Linked DNA regions of Mus musculus: all the other regions are linked to region 1. A link is a contact called in public HiChIP or PLAC-seq and promoter capture Hi-C data. All regions are on one chromosome and are shown on one strand. Each heading gives the region's core, a stretch centred on a gene start, on an enhancer-like site or on the middle of the called end of the contact. The rest is flanking DNA. Distances are from core to core; before and after follow the strand shown. Region 1 holds the start of Phc1 (polyhomeotic 1). Region 2 holds the start of Tuba8 (tubulin, alpha 8). Region 3 holds the start of Mical3 (microtubule associated monooxygenase, calponin and LIM domain containing 3). Region 4 holds the start of Usp18 (ubiquitin specific peptidase 18). Region 5 holds the start of Bid (BH3 interacting domain death agonist). Region 6 holds the start of Pex26 (peroxisomal biogenesis factor 26). Region 7 holds the start of Ccdc77 (coiled-coil domain containing 77).

Evidence for each region. Promoter capture Hi-C pulls out the DNA fragments that hold promoters and counts their contacts. HiChIP or PLAC-seq counts read pairs in DNA pulled down with a chosen protein or histone mark.
Region 2: an HNF4G HiChIP or PLAC-seq map of pancreatic cancer cells shows a contact between it and region 1. The contact joins the promoter of Tuba8 here to the promoter of Phc1 in region 1. A contact is called at or near these places in 5 of 39 promoter capture datasets (3T3-L1-derived adipocytes, cranial neural crest, embryonic stem cells and 2 more), 6 of 115 datasets of contacts at active chromatin or transcription factors (acute myeloid leukemia, embryonic forebrain, embryonic stem cells and 3 more) and 1 of 9 other capture datasets (embryonic stem cells).
Region 3: a contact with region 1 is called in an H3K4me3 HiChIP or PLAC-seq map of stem cell-derived neural progenitor cells, with 5 times the contacts expected there. The contact joins the promoter of Mical3 here to the promoter of Phc1 in region 1. A contact is called at or near these places in 2 of 115 datasets of contacts at active chromatin or transcription factors (embryonic stem cells and stem cell-derived neural progenitor cells).
Region 4: a contact with region 1 is called in a promoter capture Hi-C map of pre-B cells, with 5 times the contacts expected there. The contact joins the promoter of Usp18 here to the promoter of Phc1 in region 1. A contact is called at or near these places in 15 of 39 promoter capture datasets (the 3T3-L1 cell line, 3T3-L1-derived adipocytes, the C10 cell line and 10 more), 1 of 484 Hi-C or Micro-C datasets (regulatory T cells) and 1 of 115 datasets of contacts at active chromatin or transcription factors (astrocytes).
Region 5: a promoter capture Hi-C map of pre-B cells shows a contact between it and region 1, with 3 times the contacts expected there. The contact joins the promoter of Bid here to the promoter of Phc1 in region 1. A contact is called at or near these places in 4 of 39 promoter capture datasets (cranial neural crest, pre-B cells, stem cell-derived epiblast-like cells and 1 more), 1 of 115 datasets of contacts at active chromatin or transcription factors (embryonic stem cells) and 1 of 9 other capture datasets (embryonic stem cells).
Region 6: a contact with region 1 is called in a promoter capture Hi-C map of pre-B cells, with 5 times the contacts expected there. The contact joins the promoter of Pex26 here to the promoter of Phc1 in region 1. A contact is called at or near these places in 18 of 39 promoter capture datasets (the 3T3-L1 cell line, 3T3-L1-derived adipocytes, the C10 cell line and 12 more), 1 of 484 Hi-C or Micro-C datasets (CD4 T cells), 8 of 115 datasets of contacts at active chromatin or transcription factors (astrocytes, embryonic forebrain, embryonic stem cells and 3 more) and 3 of 9 other capture datasets (adipose tissue, embryonic stem cells and liver).
Region 7: a contact with region 1 is called in a promoter capture Hi-C map of pre-B cells, with 4 times the contacts expected there. The contact joins the promoter of Ccdc77 here to the promoter of Phc1 in region 1. A contact is called at or near these places in 1 of 39 promoter capture datasets (pre-B cells) and 1 of 115 datasets of contacts at active chromatin or transcription factors (embryonic stem cells).

The regions. Positions count from the first base shown.
Region 1 is chr6:122,338,388-122,341,236 of GRCm38.p6, reverse strand. Phc1 (polyhomeotic 1) reads left to right here and starts at 1,580. Exons shown (of 16, transcript NM_001355215.1): 1 at 1,580-1,639; 2 at 2,757-2,765. The coding sequence starts at 2,762.
Region 2 is chr6:121,209,375-121,212,327 of GRCm38.p6, reverse strand. Tuba8 (tubulin, alpha 8) reads right to left here and starts at 1,594. Exons shown (of 5, transcript NM_017379.2): 1 at 1,492-1,594. The coding sequence starts at 1,494.
Region 3 is chr6:121,129,405-121,132,276 of GRCm38.p6, reverse strand. Mical3 (microtubule associated monooxygenase, calponin and LIM domain containing 3) reads left to right here and starts at 1,255. Exons shown (of 32, transcript NM_001270475.1): 1 at 1,255-1,507.
Region 4 is chr6:121,244,053-121,247,219 of GRCm38.p6, reverse strand. Usp18 (ubiquitin specific peptidase 18) reads right to left here and starts at 1,314. Exons shown (of 11, transcript NM_011909.2): 1 at 1,158-1,314.
Region 5 is chr6:120,915,404-120,918,366 of GRCm38.p6, reverse strand. It overlaps Bid (BH3 interacting domain death agonist), which reads left to right and starts at 1,543. Exons shown (of 6, transcript NM_007544.4): 1 at 1,543-1,633.
Region 6 is chr6:121,182,147-121,185,341 of GRCm38.p6, reverse strand. It overlaps Pex26 (peroxisomal biogenesis factor 26), which reads right to left and starts at 1,675. Exons shown (of 5, transcript NM_028730.6): 1 at 860-1,675. The coding sequence starts at 1,077.
Region 7 is chr6:120,355,689-120,358,728 of GRCm38.p6, reverse strand. It overlaps Ccdc77 (coiled-coil domain containing 77), which reads left to right and starts at 1,362. Exons shown (of 12, transcript NM_001381936.1): 1 at 1,362-1,402.

The DNA.
Region 1 (2,849 bases), core at 331-2,830:
CTTGGCTCGGCAGCAAACCCTTTCACCTCTCCACACCCATGTTCCTGCCTCTCCAGTCCTTTGGCTGCCCTTTGGGATTTGCATACCCGTTTAACAGGTTCCTAGAAGCCTCCTAAAGATCTTACTTTACGGAGATCTGGCTATACCAATTAAGAGAGGGAGTTGAAACAAACACAAATGCATCAATTTATAATGAGAATGCCTCTCCCCCCCCCCCCCCCCTTAAATACAAATTAATTACACCTGGGTTTTCAATCTAGAGTGGGCTCAAGAAAACAACTAATTATGGCTGAGGTTAGCAAAAGATACAAATCCCAGCTATTATCACAAGGTAACACCCTACGGCAGGTAAAAGGTTAAGGAGAGCAGCTGTCTTTGCTAACAATGCTCTGGTTTAAAAAAAAAAAAAGCTTCCAAGAGTGGCCAGCACACAGTAGGTGTTCTAAGAGCTCTGAGAGACTGAGAATAATTAAATCCTGTTAAATTTGTGTTGCAAATAAAACGGGCCTCCCCCACCATATGCTCAGCCTTCCCAAAGGCAGCACCATTGTTCATCTCTTTACACCCCGCCTTTTCCATTGTTTTGGGCGTTGTGATTCTTTCACGTGTGCGTGTGACTTAAAGAGATTCCGAAGCACACAATCAACCCTGACGTCACAGACTTAAGTATTATTCAAAGCAAGTTGCTTCAGGTTCCTGCTTTTTAATGAACTGCTGCTTCTAACGGGTTCAGTTTCTGTGCGGCGTTGTTTCCCGCCTTCTTGGAGTTGGGGCGAGGGATTAAACACTCAGCATTCTCTCGCCGTTCCCTCTATCTCAAAGTTTTTCTTTTCTCCTCTTCCCTTCCCTTTGCTCTATTTCCTTTCACAGGCCGTCGTTTCTCAAGGGTCTTTGCTCCGCTTCCTCCCTCTGTGCCTGCTGGTCCCTTTGATCCTTTCTTTCGAGCCCCTATTCCCAGAAGCTGCAGAAAATACCTTCTTTTTTTCCCCCCCTTTCACGTCACTTCCCTCCCCTCTCCCCATCTCCCTCTCTTCTCCGAGGTGAGTCCCCCTCTAGAGGCCAGCGCTTTCTTAGACGTCTGCTTTCAGACGGCGAGCGGAATTCGAAGAGAGAGAAGGGGGGAAGAAAGGAGGAGAAAGAGAGCCAGAGCCAGGGGGAGAAAAGAAAAAGAAAAACAAACAAAAAAAACCCCACTCGGGCCTAGAGCGCGGAGGCCGGGGAGCAGCGTCGCCATGGCAACGGGCGCCGACAGGAAGCGAGGGACGCGCGCGAGGGCGGGCGCGGGGAGGGGGCGGGCCGGAGGAGGGGTCGGCTGCCCCGGAAGCACCTCCCCGCAGCCCCCTCCCCGCCGGCCCGCGGCCCCCCGGCCTCGGCCCCCCACCCTCGCGGCGGGGCAGGAAGTGACAGGCCCGCGCGAGCCCCCGGCCTGGCGGAGCCGCGGCGCGGCCAGCACCCGGACGGCGGGAGGGGCGGGGAGCGGCGGCCGCGCCGGGCACCTCCCACCGCGCCTGGGCCCCCGCCCCTCCAGGAAGGGGAGGAGGCGGCGCGCCGCCGCCGAGGCCGAGCGACCCCCCCCCCCTCCCCCGCCCCTGAGGTGGACGCCCCCCGCGAGGACTCGGGTGCGGAGCCGGGCGCGAAGGTAACCGGGCGGCCGCGGGCCGGGGAGGGGCCGCATCCCGGGGTCTCGGCGGCGCGGGGATGTTTCCTCAGCCACCTCGGCGTGTGCAACGCCCAGGTACCTCCCCCAGCCGCGCTCCTGCCTCCCGCTCTGCTGCGCTTTGCGGTGCTTGGGTGCTGCGCGTCCCGGTCTTCGTGCTTTGCGCTCGCTGTGCTCGGTGCTGTCTGTCCGTCACCTCGTTGCCTCTGACCGCTTCTCATTCATTTCTCCCTTCCCCGACTTTGGTCCTTCCATCCGAGCATGCTGTCTGGTTATCTCCCTGCTTCTCGCGCTCCGCCGGGCTCCCCGATCTCCCAGTTCCTCGACTTCTGTGCCTCCCCTGCTTGGCTCCCTACTATTAGAATATACATTTCCCTGCTTACCAAGTCCGCTCGCTTCGGGCACAGCACTGTATCCACCCCTTTCTCCTGGTGTGTTTGATTTCTCTTTGGAAATGCATTTTTTTTTTTTTAATCACGCTTCTGTGAAGAACAAGAACCCCTGGGAGTCTTTCCGAGGCGCCCCTCAACCCTTGCTTCTCACTCCATTCTTACTGCAACAGAGTTTTATACTCAAGGGTATTGACTTCTTCCAACACCTGACCCAATAGGCCCAGTAGTATGTCTACCTCAATATTAATTTCTAGTTCCTTCCCATCGGTGTGCGTCTTCCCCAGTTGAGTCCTTAAACACACCCACACCCAAAAGGTGGGAACGTTTAGGGTGGCCTTTGACTCTTAGTTTTAATTTTTGATTGAGTTTGCCACCTAAACGGTGTGCTCTCTTCACTTTCTATACTGAATCTGGAACTCACAACATTCATTGAAAAATGAGGATTTTAAGATAGATTTGTGTGCCTGCGAGGTTTTTGATGGCAGTTTCCCTGGTGAAAAGACTTTAAAATTGGCCCTCTCTGTTTCATTATCTGGGGGAAATGAGGGGGTCATCGAATTGATGAACGTGTTTTATATAAGGCTCTATTGCAAGTAACAGGGTCTTACGTCTCTGAGTGCAGTGAGATAACTCCAGTAATCTGTACAACTGTGCCATGCTGCCTCTAATCCTTACCCACTTTTTTTCCTTCACATGCTGATATTGAGGATTCATGGGTCTGTATCTGTTTAGTGCTTTGATATTTTGGCAAAAGATGTGGGGAGAAAGGTAGACTGAAGTTGATAGAATACCCTCTCTGT
Region 2 (2,953 bases), core at 345-2,844, 1.1 Mb after region 1:
TCTATAACAAAAAGCCTAAAAATAATAAAATCTATGTAGAGCCTTGGAAGTTTGAAGTAAGCCCCCCCCCTCGTTTTGTAGATGTGAAAAGCCAGCCAAGAGAAGTTTGATGACCTTCCCGAAGTGCTAGCCACATTGCCAAGTGCCCGAATCTGAACTCCTCCTACGGTCCCACACCTAGGACCTGAGCACAAGTGGTTTCCTCTGGTCACTCTCTCCTGCGTTGTCAAATTCTTCAAGATCCCAGGTGTGTCTGGAAGCATGCTTGGCGAGTGATAGGATAGGCTTAGAGGTAGGGCTGACAGGAGAGCCAGCGCCAGAAAGTCTTGGGCAATCTCCCAAATGAACAGCCAGAGGGGAGGAGGAGGGGTGGCAGGAGGAGGGGAAAAGGAGGGCGGAGGGGATGGGGGAGGGAGAAAAGAGGTGGGGAGGAGAGAAGGAAGGTTCTGGCCTGGCTGTTCTGTCACTGACACCAGAGCAAGTGGCTCAGAGAACCTGACCTTGGCCTGTGAGATACTCTTATTCTGCCCACCCCTCTCCACTCTAACCTTTCTGTCCCACTTCACTGCGGACACACCAGGGCTTCCTGGCGTGGGGGGAGGGGGGCGGGAGAGCAATGATTGAGGCCAACGTTAGTCCCCCGCAGGGGAGCTTCCCAGGGGCTTTGGCAGAGATGCTGTAAAGCTCGCTCTGAGGGGCTGTGAAGGTAGCAGCCGCTAGTGGAGACAGCAACTAATGAAGAAGAGTTGCTGCCTGGAAGCCAGAATAGAAAATAAAATGAAACGGCTTAGGTCCCCTGGTATCTGGGTCCCAAACTTCTGAGTCCCAAAGTCTTTTTGACTTTGACCGCCGGGAAAGGTGAGGAGCCTGCTCCAGCGCCAGGCGCTTGCGAAGCTGGTTTGGACCCAGCTGAAACTGAGGGTGCCCCAAACCCAAGCCGATGGCCGAGGAGCCAGCACTGGTGACAGGCACCTGGGAAACGTCTTGGGTCCATAACACCCAGCTCGAATTGAAGTTGCCCTAAACCCAAGCCGATAGCCGATGGCCGGGTGATGAGGGTGGAGAATGACCCCGGGAACGTGCCACTTTTGATTAGGTTTGGAGACTACTCCCCCAGGCCACCCAGGTCCAGACCACCTGTCCAGAATCCCTCGGCATCCCATTTCTTCTCACTCTGGTCCACGAGTGGCTACTCCCCCAGATTCTAACGTATCTCTCCACCGAGCTCTCCAGGTTCGCCCTCCTCTCTTTAGCGAGCGCAGATCGGTCTTAGGTCCCTTTAAGGATCCAATAGCCCCTGCTCTCTACATTCTCTACAAAATATTCTCACCCCTGGGAAACAAGACCCTTGACCCTGAACTGACCCACAGACCCTCCAGGAGACTTGGAGCCCAGTAGATCCAAAGCCACCCCACAGCTACCCCGTGGCCCCGCAGCTCTCTCCCCGGCACCTGCGCGCGTCCGGGGCCAGCCCGGGCGGGGAAGTCTCACCATCGTGGCCGCTCTCTTCGCCCGCTCGCCTCCCAGCTGGGCCTGCCCACCCCAACTGCTCCAGATACGGCCGCCTCCGCGGTTGTGACACACTGCGAGGGAGGGGGCCTGAGACAGACATGCTGGGCCAGCAGTTGCCCTGCAGCATCACAGTGCCCGCGGAGGGGAGGGACCTGGGTAGGTCACAATGGCACCTCCCCTCCCACCAGAGGCTCCCTAGTCCAGCCTGGCTGCTTCTCATGCCCGGAGCTGCCACTGAGCTCCTGAGCCTTGCAGTCCAGGAAGCAGTCCTGTGACCGCAACACACGTGTGCATACAAACCCCGCATCCACTCCGAGGCCACTGGAAAGCAGTGGAAAAATACTCCAAAACAAATGCTTGTTTCTCCCCCCAAATGTTCATAGTCGTCCTGCTGCCAACACTGGCTGGTGTGGTGGGAAGACACTAATCTGTTAGCCGGTCACCTCAGTCCAGGAGAGCCTGCAGGATCAGACCAGCCCGTGGTCAGAGCCCACGCTTCTGCTTCCACCACTGCCTGCCTGGTTACTGGAGAAGTCAGAAGATGGTATGCCTCTGCATCTGCATCTGCATCTGCTGCAAGCCCTCCATAGTAGATTCAGGGATTCAGCACTATTTTAAATACTCTCAGAATATCTCCATGATTCTCAAGTCTCTCCTCCTGACCCACTCCTACAAGAGCCTTTCCTACGTAATCCCCAAATGTGTCACTTTGCATGTACCCCAGAACATCAGGGTTCTCACTGCCTCTGCCCTGTTAGGACCTCCTCTTAGTGGCCACAGATGACACTGAAGAGCAAAGGATTTCTTCACCCTCCATCTAGTTGGGTGAGGATAGGGGCTCACCTAGCCTGTAACCCTGGCTGTCCTGGAACTTGCTTTGTAAACCAAGCTGGCCTGGAACTCACAGAGCTCCACCCACCTGCCTCTGCTTCCAAAGTGTGTGCTACCATGCTCAGCTTAAGAGCCTCTCTAGTTGCCCACATTACTAACAGGCTCCACAAGTCCCTTTGTCTCCAAGTCGGTTGGGGTTGGATGGTTCTTACACCTGAACTGCGACATGGAATTCCCTATCAAGGGCCACTTCATACTTAAGAGATATAACCCAGCTTTTCTTCCCTCCCTCTTTTCTCTGGCAACTTCCCACCACACAAGTCACTGTGGGAAGTTAAGAGTTCTTCAAGATGTAGGTGGAGCTGCTGTGGCCAGATGTTGGCTCTGTTTCCAAACATAGATGAAGACACACCTTTGCTTCTGTGCTCAGGAAGCAGCAGAGTAAAACTTATCTAGGTAGTAGTTTATTCTGTTGGCTCACCTTTCATGTATTTGTCTATGAGTTTCTTGAGGAGAGGATACATGTTTTAATCATCTTTGCATGTGAGAAAGTACTGAAAACACTTCCCACTGATACACGGCCTCCAAGCTGGAACTGCCTACCCCAAGG
Region 3 (2,872 bases), core at 6-2,505, 1.2 Mb after region 1:
AGGTGCTAGGGATCAAGCCTAGATTTTTGGAAGAGCAGTCAATGCTCTTAACCACTGAGCCTTTGCTTCAGTCCTTTAACCTTCTGTTTCCTTTTATTTTGTTTCGTTTGGAGACAGTGTCTCACTATTAAGCTCCAACTGTCATAGAACTCACTCTGTAGACCAGGCTGGCCTCAAACTCACAGAGATACACCTGCTTCTGTCTCCCAAGTGCTGGGATTAAAGGTGTGCACCATTACATCTGGCTTAATCTGTTCTTGAAGTACACTTTTTTTTTTGTCCAATTTCTTTTTAACTTTTTGTTTTTGCTTTTCTGTTTCCCTCATTGTTGGATACAGAACTCTTACATAGTGAATAAGAACCCCATGTCCTGAGTTGCTTCCCCAGTTCTTCACTGAAAAAATTTTTCTCTCTAGTATTTTAGTGTTGTTTTTGTTTGTTTGAGGGTCAGGAGTTCAAAGTCACCCTTAACTATTAATATACAGTTCAAAGCCAGCCTTCCATATTTAATGAGACTCTTGCCTTTTAAAAAGGAAAGAATAAAAAGAAATAAAATTGTTTTCCAGAATAATTATATTGTTAAGGTGTTAATCTTTCAGGGTTTAGAATTTAGAGATATTTTATCACTTAGGATTATGGCCTTTGGATTGAGTCTTTGGGGATCAAAGCCTGCGTTCACGATCAAAATTAACATTGTAACAAGAACAACTTAATTTGATAAGCATTTTCTAAGACAACTTTGTATCTTTGATCCTAGGGCTCAAAGAGGTTAAATGACCCTCCCATTAGCATCCTTTGCTTGGTCCCTTCTCTAGCTCCCCGGAGCTCGCCCGCGGCTGGCACCCGCTGGGAGTTCTGTTTTCAAGAGCAAGCCTAGCAAACATTCTGTTCTGTGTGCAGCGGGATCCTCTGGGGCAGGGCGCCTGGGATAGTGCTGGAATTTCTAATCCTTATGATGTTCCTGTGTGTGTTGACTGGGGAGGGAAAAGAGGAGAAAAAGGATAGCAGGGGTAGTTCGGGTTTGGATTTAGGTTTGAGTCGAAAGAACGATTTATCTGTGCTGGAACTTCATTTCATTTGGGTCACTTGAGGCTCAACCGATGCCCAGGAGAGAGGCCAACGCATCATCGCTTATCCGTTACCTTTCCTCCACAGCCTTCCCCAGCCACCAGGGTAGGCGCCTGCTCCTGGTTACCGTGGCAACCGCGAGGAGCCCTAGACAGCTCTGCTACGGCACTTTCTGCAGCCCTAGCTGAGATGCAGCGGTGAGGGAGGACAGACAGAGGCAGACCCCGGGTTCTTCGTTCCTTCTTCGCTGCTCCGATGAAAGAAGTGTGCCTCGGGGCTTCTGAGTGAGAACCTTTGATGGGATTCTAGCTGGAAGGTGGAGTCACCACACTCAGGATGCATGCAGCCACAACAGCAGCACCTGTGTCCTGAGGACCAGCCAATCTGGGGAGGCAAGCTCTCACCGGCGAGGAAGATGCGGGTGTGAAGCCCCAAGTCCGTAAGTACCACCAAATCTCCCCTTGGGTGAGCAAACCCCTTAAAGAAAAAGGTTCTGTGTCTTGATTGACGCCTTTAAAAATATTTATCACATCTTTCAATTGTTTATGCCTTGCTTTGCCTTTCTGACATATGTGGGATTCTTGGAACAATTCTGTCTGCCTTTAAACGCATGGCTCTCTTAAGCAGTGGGAGCTACACCCGGGTATCCTTGTCTCCTTTACCGCACAACGCCCCATCAGCGGATACCGTGCACCATAAGCACACGCCCCAAAGACTGAGAAACACAGCGCTCAGTTTCTTAGCCAATACCGTCCAATTTTCTTTATTCTTTAACACCCCCCCACAACCCCCACCAAAGAAATAACATCCCTAGGCAAGCCAGTGGTATGCCAGTCGGAGGACTGCCCGGGGATCCTCACGACACCGTGTCCTTCCTGCAAGCTCAATGTGAATCCATTAGCTCATCCACAGGCGACAATTGTTACACTCGGAGGGACATTCATTTCGGTCCAGTAGAGGGCGCCGGCGCTCGCCTCCACAACCGGGTAAACAGGCCAGAGATGCCATCCCCACAAGCACAGGCATGCACGTGCCCCTGGCTGCGGAGGACTCGGCGCAAGTCAGCCTCTGTCGAGCGTTAACAAAGGGATGGTTATGTTGGTTCCCCTCTGGAAGTCAATGGAAGGGCGAAAAGAGACTTTCGGAGCACTGCGTTTGTTTCAGAACCGAGGGAGCATGTTTCCAGGGCAAAGTACTTTCTGTATATTCGTCAGGTCCTCTCCCCCCCCCACCCCCACCCCCGTCAACCCCTCCTCTCCCACCTCCCACCCCCAATCTATTCTTGCCTAGCCATGGCACTAGGACGAAGTGTTTAGAATGTATCGCGTTGGAAAGACAGGAGAAAAGGGGGAGAGACCTAGATGGAATGAGCGATAAAGGGACGGCTGCACTGCTGGCCCCTGCAGTAGTCCGCCCTAGCTACTGGGGTCTTCCCAAGTGATTCTAAAGCACCGAGGTTGCCCGCCACCATTCTAATCAGGATGACGTATACAGGTGAACTCCGTACGCTGCTGCTGGAGGGCGGGGTATATTGTTTTTGTGATGCGCGACTAGCCGCTGTGTGGAAGAAAGCATGCAGGAGCCGAGGCTGGACCTCGGCAGGCAGGACCTCTGACTACCTGAAGCAGCTGAGGGCGAGAGGGATGTTTCGAAGCAGAGAGGGCGCGCCTCTCTCAGAATGGGCTCCTTCTCTGAAGAAATGTTCTGACCTATATTCCAGACCAAGGAGAAAAGGAAATGTGAGCCTCTGCGGGACTGCAGAGGGAAAACTGCGGGTTCCTGTAGAAATGGGGTCCGTGTCTGT
Region 4 (3,167 bases), core at 65-2,564, 1.1 Mb after region 1:
ACACCTTTCATGTGCCCATTGGGGCTCTGGCCACAGCCCAGTCACATGATACACTCAATTGGGAGACAACGTGATTTTCTTCCTTATAAACATCATGTTGCGTAAAAGTGCCAAGACCATGAAGCACGGTTTTCCAGAGTGAAAAAAGAAGAAGAAAAAGAGAGAGAGAGAGCAAGCAAAAAGCTCTCTCTCTTTTTAAAGTCTTCTGCTAGTGCGTAGTGAGTCAGAAGGGAGCATACACCTCATCTGCTACGCCACTTTCTGCCCAGTTAGTTCTTATGAACAAAGGAGGTGACGGTATTCAAACACACAAAGGACACTTCACAGGAAACATTCTAAAAATGTTCTGAAATATTTGCCTCACTTTTTGAGTTAATTCTAAAGATATTAAGTATGAAGTTAAGTTGTAATTTTGAAACACCACAAACTTGGACTTCCAGGGGAGTTGGGGGAGGTTGTGTTTTTTTGTTTGTTTGGTTTTTGTTGTTGTTTTTTCTTAAAGGTATATTTAGCTTTCTTTACAGAAGATGGAAAAACAGGCCAGGGAACAGGTCTAAAGCACCCTGACTTATGATACTGGACAAAAATCTCTCCGGTTTCTCAGTCCGCTGGTTTCTATTTTAGGAGTTTCTCCTAACGTGTGACTGAGTATTTGCACAAGAGCATAAAAATGATATTTGTTGATAAAACGTCTATCCCAGGAAAAACAGGACCGAACCTAAATGTCCATGAATTATTTAACTAAATCCGCACTTCTCATACAACGCATCAGTTAAAATACTGGTCTAGAAAGGCACAGAACAAGAAGCAAGACACAGAGCAATGTTAAAGATATCCATTAGAAATGTTTCTGATAAAGTATACATAAAAATGATACTGAGTTGCAAATTAAGAGAAACAACTCTACACATCTGTCTGCATTGTTTGAATTTTTAACAAGCCACTTTGGTAATTACTTTTTTAAATTAAACATAAATCACGACTACAGTCTGAATAATATAAATGCTTGGGAAGCAAATCCATTGGCCCAGTATATACATGCCAAGAATACAGACCGCCACTATTTGCAGAACCCAAGGAAATTCCTAATCATCTGGAGATGTATAAGCAAAGTTCTGGCGGATAAAGGACACTTTCAAAGTTAGCCCCAAACTTGCCTCAAGCACGGAGTCAAGCCAAAGAGCGAAGACCGAGCAGCATCTGCAAAGGGCTACAGAAGAGGACGCGGCACCGCGGAGCAGAGCAGTCTTGCTGCCTCCCAGCCTCTCAGCTCAGGAGTGTCTGCTGTCCCCTAGGCACAGCCGCCCTGGCACTGCCGGCCAAGCCTTCTGCACGCCTGGCCACGCCCCCCTCACCGCCAAGCTTTCGTTTTCCCCTAGATCCAAAGGAAAGCGAAACTCAGGCACCGGGCGGGCGGGCGGAGCGGTTGTACGCGCCCCTACAGAACCCGCAGTCCAGTCGCCTACACCAGGACACGACAAGCCGGACCTGGCCCGGTAACTCCTGGATACGCTCTCTTTTTTCATCTGCAATGTTAAGATTGGAAATACTCCCAGTTGCTGTACCTTCTGCTCTGAAAGCCAGCAGCAGATAACTCCCTTGCTGAGGCTGTCCCCAGGGGGTAAGGAGACAGCGATAACATTTACTTCATCTCTGTTAATTGCCAGGCTTATCCTTAAACACTGAAGATAAGTTTATCTGCACAATGTTCTTTTGTGCCTCTACGTTTAACCCCAATTCTATAGGATAAAATGTTTTTATTTTATCAAAGAGGTTATGACTAACTCAGGACGACAAATGGCTAAGTGCTGAAAGCAACATTCTAACGGGACCTCTGACCAGTCCCACCATTTGTGGAAAATAGCAGACCATTGCAGTTAGCACACGAGGTGGCCATGAAGGTACAGCTCTGCGAGGAACAAATACAGTCTAAGCCGAGCCGGGTTTGGAGGCTCTGGGATGTACATACATGAAATGCTTGCTAGCTCTTTACAGATGTATCTTGTATATGAGGCTATAAGTTGAGGGAGAGGGGGATCTGTTAGCTGCTGGGCTAGTCAGAATGAGGTTTCCCCATGCGCTTGTTCTGAGAGGGGTCCTCCACTCCCTACCCCCAGCACTGGACAAAGATGACAGAGAGATACATACCCCTAATCGAAAGCTACCAGGACTTTATGAAATCTGGAAGAGTCTATATTCTGTTTTGCTATTGTAGTTCAACGTAAGATATACAAATATGTCTGCCTGCCTATAGTGTGTGTGTGTGTGTGTGTGTGTGTGTGTGTGTGTGTGTGTGTGTGTGTGTGTGTGTGAAGCATGAGTTATACACAGCTGTTGAAAATAAACCAAGATGTCCATGTTTGGAAATAGAAAGTGGGGTATGGCCCTCAGGGTAAAACAAAGTCTCTTGATCAGTGGTTGAGGTAGACAATGTGGCATCTGCACATATCATGGACAAATACATTAAGTCTCCAATACATTTGCAAATCAATCAATTATGTGACCAGCTTCTTCCTCTTCTTCTTCTTCTTCTTCTTCTTCTTCTTCTTCTCCTTCTTCTTCTTCTTCTATCTGTTTGGTTGTATCCAAAAACAGGAACATCAAAAACTGGTGGGGGGGGGGGGGAGGATGAAAAGAGGATGTTATAAAATGTGATAGTTTGATCAATATATCGTACCTGTAGAGTTCTAGGGAACAAACTGTATTTGTTCCCAGTGGTGATTAGCAAACAGCTCCTTATAGCCAAGCAACTTTTTTTTCCCAACCCTGCTTGTTCAGTGAAGCAAGTGATTGGCATTTGTACCAGTACGGAGTGGACTAGTGTCAATCATGGACAGGAGATACCTAGATGATGCAAGAACCCATTATAACTCCTAGTAGGACTCTCCATGCTCTTACCCCTGGTCTCTCCTTGCCTTTCAGAAAAGTTCAGGGCTCTAACCAGGTGGTAGACTGAGCTGGTAAGCATTCCTGAAGTAGATTCCAGCAGTGCCCCACAGTGACCCAGGATGGTGGTTTGGTGGAGAGACAATATGCCCACCACCCATGTCAGAACCTACTCTAGTTAGAGAATCCATTCATATATAGAGCAGATGTGGCTCGCCTGGGCCTCAGAGCCTAGAGAACTGGAGTGGGGTTCCATGTGTTGAGGAGACACGGGCAGGGTG
Region 5 (2,963 bases), core at 294-2,793, 1.4 Mb after region 1:
AAATTTAAAAACTCTGTGTGTGTGTGTGTGTGTGTGTGTGTGTGTTGCCTGCATATATGTGCACCACATGTGTGCCTGGTCCTCATAGAGGCCAGAAGGGGGGTCAGTCCCTTGGAATTAGAATAACAGATGATTGTCAGCCACCATATGGGTGCTAAGTACTGAACCCAGATGGATGCTCTGTAAGAGTGAGAAGTGCTTTTAACCAGTGAGCCATCTCTCCAACCCTGCCCCCGCTGTTCATCACCAAGCTCTTCCACTATGTGATTTCAAGTGTAACTTTTTTTTTGGCGGGGGGTGGGGGGGTGGGGGAGTGGGGGGTGGGGTGGGGTTGGTTTTTCGACAGACAGGGTTTCTCTGTATAGCCCTGGCTGTCCTGGAACTCACTTTGTAGACCAGGCTGGCCTCGAACAGAGGCCTCCCAAGTGCCGGGATTAAAGGCGTGCGACACCACGCCCGGCTTCAAGTGTAACTTTTATTGATCGTAAAATTAGAGCCATCTTCCTTTAAGAAGAATTGGAAAATATAAAGAGGAAAAAGAAACCCTGGAGATGGCTCGGTTTGTAAAGTACTTCATATGCGTAAGAACTGGACTTTGGATCCCTAGCACCCATGTAAAAAATAGAGTGCTGTGTGTATCTACAATTCCATTGTTATTGGTGCACAGTGGAAGCTTCCTGGAGCTCACCTGGCAGTCAGCCTAGGGAAATCACGCGTGGAGCTGGGAAGCTGGTCCACTCCCCTCACCCCACACCATCTCAAAAGAAAAAAAAAAAAGGTGGAAAGGTGGAGAGTGATGAAGGAAAACACTGACCTCTGGCTTAAATACACACATACACACACAAACACACACCAACCATGTGATTTTTTTTTTTTTTTTTTTTTTTTTTTGTCTTCTCAGATCCAGTTTCTCTGCTCAGGAACAGCAATTTCCATGGTTCTATTTACTTCCTCATACTTCCAGAATTCACTTTCTTGTTTCTCTTTCACTTTTGTCACTGTCACGTGTCCTTTGGGGGTACTGGCTGGCACTTAAGTATATAGCATTGGGACTTCTCTGGACAGGGGAACTAGCTAGCAGTTTGAGATTATCTGCTAGCCTCCTGGTTCTTTCCACATTCATCCTTGCTGATTCATTCCATGACCGAGAACCCCGCAACCCCCATCCCTGCCTTCCCCACAAGAGTTTAAAAATTCTGCAAGCAGCTGCGCAGGAGAAACAATAGGGACCTCCCAGCATCTCTGATAGGGCCGATTCTGACAGGGTCACTAGTCTTGAGTGTGCCAACCCTGCTATGTAATACATCAAGACAATGCGGAGAGGTCGGGATCAAGTATGACACCCCATCCTCACGAGGGCAGGTCGCCCAGGCTTTGGGGACTCTGGGGAGCGCAGGTTCCGGGTGTACCTTCCTTCCTGTCCCCCGTAGCGAGCCGGTAGGACCCTTGGGTTTCCGCAAAGTGTGGCCAGTCGGAGGGCGGAGCATCCGGAGGGCGGGGCTATCACAGGGGCGGGGCTCCCGGGCGAGCACGAGGAAAGGTAGGTGGAGTAGAGCGCCGGGCCGAGTGTGGCTCCGCAAACCTTTGCCTTAGCCCGTTCGCCGCCCGGTACCGGCGCAGCGGCGTCTGCGTGGTGAGTATGCCCACCCTACTGGGCGCCCCCACAGTTCCCCTCTGGGAGGACGGGGTCGGCACGGAGCTCAGTTTCGTATGCTATCGATCCTTCGTGATGGCGGGGCTCTTGCGCCTTGATGGAGGCGGGGTGAGGGCGCCGGCCACAGGGTGCCACCGCGGAGCTGAGGGGAAGGCACTCACTCGAAGGCCTGGGGCGTGCGCCACTCGCGGTCCCCCTCAGCGCTCGGTCCTGGTCCGCTTCGGGCAGGCCTCCTGGTGGACCCGGGGTCCCCGCGGTCGCGCGCCACTCGGCAGGTGCGCGCAGAGCTGGAAAGGCGGGCCTGAGGTCTCGCTGCGCTCCGCTATGGCCACCCACAAAAATCAACAAGGAACGGCTACAGCCCACAAATGGGCCCTGCAAAAGCCCTGGAACCCCAACCCAGGGAACACAGACCTTGGAAGACTGCAGCGAGGGGCACCTTTCCTACACCCGTGGGCACTACTGTGTGCACAGCTCACACTCACGCCTGAACTGTGAGGAAGTGGCTGACCCCTCCGCATCTCCAGTACCCAAAATGGTTTGAAAATGTGCACAGACTGGTTGCTGATGTTTTTAAAAAGTTTGTTGAATGGTTGGCTGAATAACCCTATAGGATTCTAGAAGAAACCCACAGTCTTCAGCCACCAAGTGGCCTGGGCCCACAAGGATTCACACATTCGTTCATTCATTCTTTCGTACATTCATTTACATACTCAACAAATAAGTGTGGACCAGGGACGGATCAGGGTAGAACTTTGTGGGTGGTGAGAGGCTGGAATGAAGAGCTCTGTAAAGGACCAGGTGGTGTTGAGTATGGGACTTCTAGGCTGGGCTTGACCTTCATCTGATAAGCCACATAGTTCTGAGTCAAGAGCATCCTGAGGACCCAGGCAGGGCTCCCCTACTTTCCCAGGCTACTGCCTGGTGCCATGGCCAGGATTGCCCTTACTGGAAGACTACCTTGAAGCCGGGTCTAGGATAAGCTAGCTGTGGAATGGAGCTGGGAGAAACCACAAGAAGGATGTGGACTTTCCACATTCCAGCTCTACCCAACCAGGAGACTTTGCAGCCCTGCCCCATCCCCTGGGACTTGGTCCCAGGCACTACCCTGGCAGTCAGCTCTGAGTGTTTCCATGGGGGGGGGGGGAGCCTGATCCAGTGCTGGGGCTGAGTTCAGAGGCTTTAATACTTGAGTGGGCTGAGCTCTAAGAAGGACTCGGCTGGGTGGTGGTGGGGAAGCAGGGTGGCGATTGTGTGTGTCCTGGCCTCTACTGCCTCTCTTGCCCAGAGAGGGAATGGCAGGGAGGTT
Region 6 (3,195 bases), core at 426-2,925, 1.2 Mb after region 1:
TGGCTGGGTGCTCCTATAGGAGCTTAACTGGTCTTTTAGAATTGTCTATGTCCAGCCGGGCAGTGGTGGCACATGCCTCTAATCCCAGCATTTGAGAGGCACAGGCAGGTGGATCTCTGGGTTCGAGTCCAGGCAGGTCTACACAGTGAGTTGCAGGTCAGAGCTACACAGAGAAACCCTGTCTCAATATGAAGACGAAAAACAAAACCCTATAAAATTACATCCAATGGGCATAAGCAAAGCCCTCAACATTCGGGTGTGCAACCTTCATCCCTCTAAAACCACAGTCAAGTCTCTCTAGTGTTTGCTTTTCTTCAGTTAACTATTCTGACTACTCCCGCCATTAGCGTGGCCTCACACAGCTCTTAGGAAGGTTTACTCCACAGAGAAATGGTGCCCTCCAGCTGTCAGAGGAGGCCAATGCATTAGACAGAGCAATCTAAAGATAATTCACTCAGTCCTGCAACAGGACCAGAACAGTGTGCTTCTTGCCTTGACACCCCGCTCTACCCCCCATTTTCTATAACCTGCCAAGGCTAGGTTAAATAGGAGGTGTGTTCCCAAAGAAGGCTGCTACCTGCTTACTGAACCTCCTCACGACTGAACACTTAAAAGACATCTACCCTGTCCTGCACTGAAAAGGTGAGCCAAGAATTGACTGTGGCGTCCCTCCAAATTGTTGCATGATTTGACTTCATTGTACAGTCTCACGGGTGCAGGATGAGCAACCAGCCTCTCTCAAAGAGGATCCCTTAGGGAAAGCAAGGTGTGTGGTTGGCGCAGTCTCACAATGCCAGATATTCAGAGACCCGAGTTCCTCCCCAAAAGGATCCAGAACGGAACATAGCTCAGCACGTACGTGCCACTCACGGGCTCCTCCGCCAGGCTCTGCCAGGCTCGTTCGCAAGTCTCTAGTGCGGCATGGAAGTCCAGGTGCACCACCAACAGGTCGGACGCCTCTTCCAGCAGGTGCACCGCGGGGGACACAGCGGGGAGGGCGAGCGCGGGCTCGCTGCTCCGCAGAGGGCCCACGAGCCCTTTCAAAGGGGCTGCAGACGTCGAGGCGTCGCTCTTCATAGCCAGCCTGGGTTCGACCAGGTCTCCTCACACGTCAGGAGGACAGCTTCTCGGGAGCTTCCTGGAAATTCGGACTGGGCCTGGTAGATGTCCCGCAAGCCTCGCACTCTTCCCCTCCGCGCCTCTCCAGGTCTGTTCCTAAGGAAGGACCAGGAAGGAGCTGGACCCGGGCACAGCCTGCGCTCACTGACAGCCTAACCCTTGGGGCACTGGCCTGTTCAAGACTGTCTGTTCAAGACTAGTGCTGCCGAAGGCCCAGCACTAGTTCCTCCTGTCCCTGGACCGGTGCTAAAAGCACCGAAACTCCCAGAGTAGAGAGCGCGACAACAGAAGACCTGCACGGGGAACCCACGACGGTGGACACCTCCTCTCCACCCCTCTTAGCCACTACGACGCACGCGCACGCTGGAGCGAAGGATTCTGGGAGTTGTAGTCCTGGGCTCTTGGGTCTGTGAAGCTTCGGGGAACCTCTCGCGCCCAGAGACTGCCATCTTCCAGAGAGAACGCACTGGGTCGCCAGCTTTGGGGTGGAAAAGATGAGGAAGCTAAACCATTAGTGAAATGCCTTTGTCCTGAGAAATGTGATCCTTCCTTCGCTAACCGGAAGAGGACGAACGGAAGAAATTCCAGTTAGGAGGTGGAGCTACCTGCACCTTTATTATTAACCTCTGAAGGAGTCCGTTGAGAAGGGTCTGCTGGAAGCTTAGGGAAAAAAGAAAAAGAAAACTATGGAGCTGGCTATTTCCTCTTCCTGGGTTCGATGCTGCTATAAAGTGTGGCAGAATGGAAAGGCGCTTTCTGTCTGTTATTTCTTCATCTCTATGAGTTAAGGACTATTACTCTATTTACAGGTGACATAGGTCACACGACAAATAAGTCACAAAAACATTGTCAAACCAAAGAAAGCACTTTTTTTGGCTGAAAGGAGTGTCAGGGCAGAGGTAGATCTGATCTGTGCTTTGTATTAGGTAGGTGAACCATCAACACACAAGTGAGTTACATAAACTCCTGGATCCTGCATTGTTTATATAAATAAGGATGTCATAAAAACAAAGCCATGCACATGTCATGCAATTCTTCAAAACAGTACTGAACCAATGTAAGAACTGATGCTTTATAATATACAAAAAGTAAATACATTTAAATATGTATTTTTATGTGTTTATTTATATTGTTTGTGTTTCACAGGGCTTCTCTGTGTAGCCCTGGCTTTCCTGGAACTCACTCTGTAGACCAGGCTGGCCTTGAACTATGCCTCTGCCTCCCTAGTGCCGGGAATTAAAGGAGTGCAATACCACACCTGACTTCCTATTATATAATTTTACACAGACTCATAAATCACCAATTATCTGTGCTTCAGGCAGGATTTCCTATCTCTTCCACATTTATACTCAGTCTTCATGGTTTTACTTCGTCCAGTTCTCTACCTTCTGAACTCTCTCCCAAGTTTTCCTAGAATCCCTTGCTCCTTAGTGACTGGATAAGACAGCGAGGTGCTAGGCTAAGACCTGCTCACATCATATATGCCTTTCTTTTATCACTAACACCGACAGGACATGGCAGTCTTTAAATCTCTGCAGAAGGTCCTCACACAGCTGAGACAGAAATGTCAAGTCTGCTAAAGCCTGTGACTGTGTAAGGTGAAAGGGCCAGGATGTCACTTGTTTAAAAATATATATACTGTTTAATTCCCCCTCTCCCCCCCACTGGGGACTAGAGAGATGGCTCAGCAGCTAAGAGCATTTGTTTTTGCCAAGTACCTGGGTTCAATTCCCAACACCCACATAGCAGCTCACAACTATCTGTAACTCTAGATCCAGGGGATCCAGTGCTATGTCCACTCCAGTAGTGACTGGCTTGGCAGGCCTAAAAGCCTGGAAGCAGTCACAAGGCAAAGAGTTTCAAGGAAACTTAGCCTCCTGGAACCTTGGCATTCCCATAGCTAGAATGCCCCAGATTTGTCCCTGCAATATTGTGGAGGGTCTTGCATACTTTCTTACAGTATTTTACTGGATAAGAGTTAGAAATCTCAGGGCAAGCTTAGCAAAGTATACTTAGAATCTTCATTACAGCCAAGTTACTCTCATATGCAAGTATTTACCAAGGCCTAGGAAAAAG
Region 7 (3,040 bases), core at 113-2,612, 2.0 Mb after region 1:
CTTCAGTGGCTCACTGATAAGTGTACACAATTTTTTCAATATGATATTTCAAATATCATTGGTTTTCCTATTCATGTCATAGGAAAGGATAAAGAGAAAGTTTATAGTTTTTCCTTCTTTGTTATTCTATTTTGGTTAGTCCCTGGGAAATTCTTGGAGTCAGGCTTGGGTGAGAAGTATAGTTCAGTGGTAGAATACTTGTTTACCATTAAGTAACCATGATTCCTTTTTTGGTTTTGTTTTGTTTTGTTTTGTTTTGTTTTGTTTTGTTTTGTTGAGACAGGGTTTCTCTGTATAGCCCTGGCTATCCTGGAACTCACTTTGTAGACCAGGCTGGCCTCGAACTCAGAAATCTGAGGCCTGCCTCTGCCTCCCGAGTGCTGGGATTAAAGGCATGTGCCACCACGCCCGGCAGGACCATGATTCCTGAAGCCTTAGTTCAGTCGCAGGGTGAATCCAATGACTGAGCAAACAAGCAAAGAGCCATTAAAATGTGTTTGGAGTCAGAGGTGATGAGCTATAATACCTCTCTGTGTGTTTGTTTTGTTTGTTGTTTGTTTAAGGGTGTAGTTCTGCCCTAGAACTTGCTGTGTAGACCCAGCTGGCTGCCCCTGCCTCCCATACACTGGGCTTATGCCTGAGTCCCAGAATTTGAGGGTAGATGCAGGAGGATCTCTGAGGCTTCTACACAGCAAGATCCAAGCTAAACTGGATACATAGTGAGTCCTGGTTTGGTTCCTCACACCCATATGGTGGCTCACAACCATCCCTCTTTAATTACATCTAAGCTAAGGCATAGAAAACTCTGTCTCCTCCTCTCCTCTCCTCTCCTCTCCTCCCCTCCCCTCCCCTCCCCTCCCCTCCCCTCCCCTCCCCTCCCCTCCCCTCCCCTCAAACTCCTGATCCTTTTTATGTCCCTTCTCAGGAATTGGGATTACAGGCTTTTACAACTCCGTAGGATTTGTAGAACGTTTCTTAGGCTCACTTGAAACAAACTAAAGGCTCACTCGAAACAAATGATAATGTGTACTAAACTCTCCGAGGAGTTCTCGTGATTATGTATGTCATTTATGCAACAGGTTTCATTAAAGGAAAATAGTTAAGTGAGTTTAGACTGAGTTGTCAAAACGAGTTCTAACAGCCAAGGGATACTTACCTCCCCCCTCCACACGCATTCTGTCTTTGCGCAATGCTGTGTGCAGAAGAGAAACTACACTTCCCAGGAACCTCTGCCGGTGAGGCGCAAGGCAAGATGGGAAGTACTGCTGGGTGAACAACCGTCCTATTGGTGTGCAACCTAAAAGGCCGCCTGAGCTCGTGAGCGATTGGTAGGATTTTGTAGATGCTCGCTGATTTGAGTTGTTTTTCGGTTGCGTTGTTGGACGCCAGGGGTTAGCACTTGGTGAGTGTGGATTTCAGGGAAAGGGTGAAAGTTTTTTGGGGAGTAAATATGGTGGGATAAAAGCCTTAGTAATCAGTGCGGAAGGGAGCTACAGGAGACTAAACCTAGGGCCAGTCAAGGAAAGATTGTCTGTAAAAAGAGAAGTTTCCGGGACGCGGAGAGCTTTAAGAATGACTGAGCAAAGATCTGCTCAAGAACTGTATGAACTTGCCAGAGAACAGGATCCAGACGTCCTGAGATGGACGGAGTTCCGTCTCCGTCTTCCTCCCACTTGCTTAAGCTTCGATTTCCTCGTTTGAAAAATAAGGGATAATAAAAATACTTCAGAAAGTGGTTATGCGGGTAAATACGACTTTTTAGGGACGGGGTTGTGGCCAATATGTAGAGTGTTTGCTTAGCACGCCTGTGCCCTCAATTCGATCTCTTACACCTACAAAACAGAAACCCATCACCTTTTATATAAATAGAGGCATTCCTGCCTTGCAAGGTAGGATTAAGATGGCTTCTGTCTGCCTGGAAGATAGGTTATCATAGTAAAACTGCAAATACAGGCATTTATCAGTGAGGGGGGAAAAAAAGCTTTTAAATTTTTTTAATTATTCGTTTTTGTTTTTTGATTCGGGAATCTTACTCTGCAGCCCACGTGGGCTTGCAGTTCACTATATGTACCAGACTGGTCTCAAACTCTTGGCATTATACTCTTGTCTCGGTCTTCTGAGTGTTGGGAGTACAAGTACACAATCAGTTTATGGTTTTTCTGTTGTTTATTTGAGACAAGACCTTGCTCTGTTCCGGGCTTGCCTGGAATTCAACTCTGTACCCTAGGCTGCCCTCAATGTTGGGTGATCTTCCCAGTGCTAGCTTTTAATGACAGATGCCACTACAATTGGCTTTCTAGATCGTCTTGAATGGAAAAACTCAAGAAAGAGATGGAAGAAATAGTATTTAAGATGAATTTTACATGCAGAATACACTTGATTAAGTGAATTTACTAGAGTTGTGGAAGGAGTTATAATTGAACTGCCAGGAAGCTCATGAGCAAAGGCATAGAACCAAGAACATTATGTGCCTCTGGCGTGGTGTATAAGCTTTTAATCCCAGTGCTCGGGAGCCAGAGGCAGGCAATCTCTGTAAGTTTTAGACCAGCCTGGTTTACATAGTTCCAAGCCAGCCGTAGTGAGATCCTGTCCAAAAAAACAAACAAAAAAAACATTTTATAAAAACAGGGTATATCTGGGGAAAGAGATAAAAATAAGTCAGGGAAGAGAGGTTAGGCTCTAAAATAGAAAGTTCTGAATTCTAGGCTTTATTTAATGTTCGTGTCTGTAAGTAGCCACTTGTCAGCTTGTGATTTTTTTGTTTTGTTTTGTTTGTTTGTTTGTTTTGTTTTTTTTGGAACAAGGTATCTATCACTATATAATGCTGGTTGTCCTGGAACTCAGGCTGGATATGAGAATCTAGAAAAGTATGGCCTAACCTTTCCCTTAAATCATTAGACAGGGGCTAGAGGGACGGTTCAAGTGTTTGAGAACACAGGCAGCTCTTCCAAGGGACCTGGGTTTGATTCCCAGCACCCACATGGCAGCTCACAGTAAACATGCATCTAGTGCACAGACACACATGCAGGGAAAACACCCA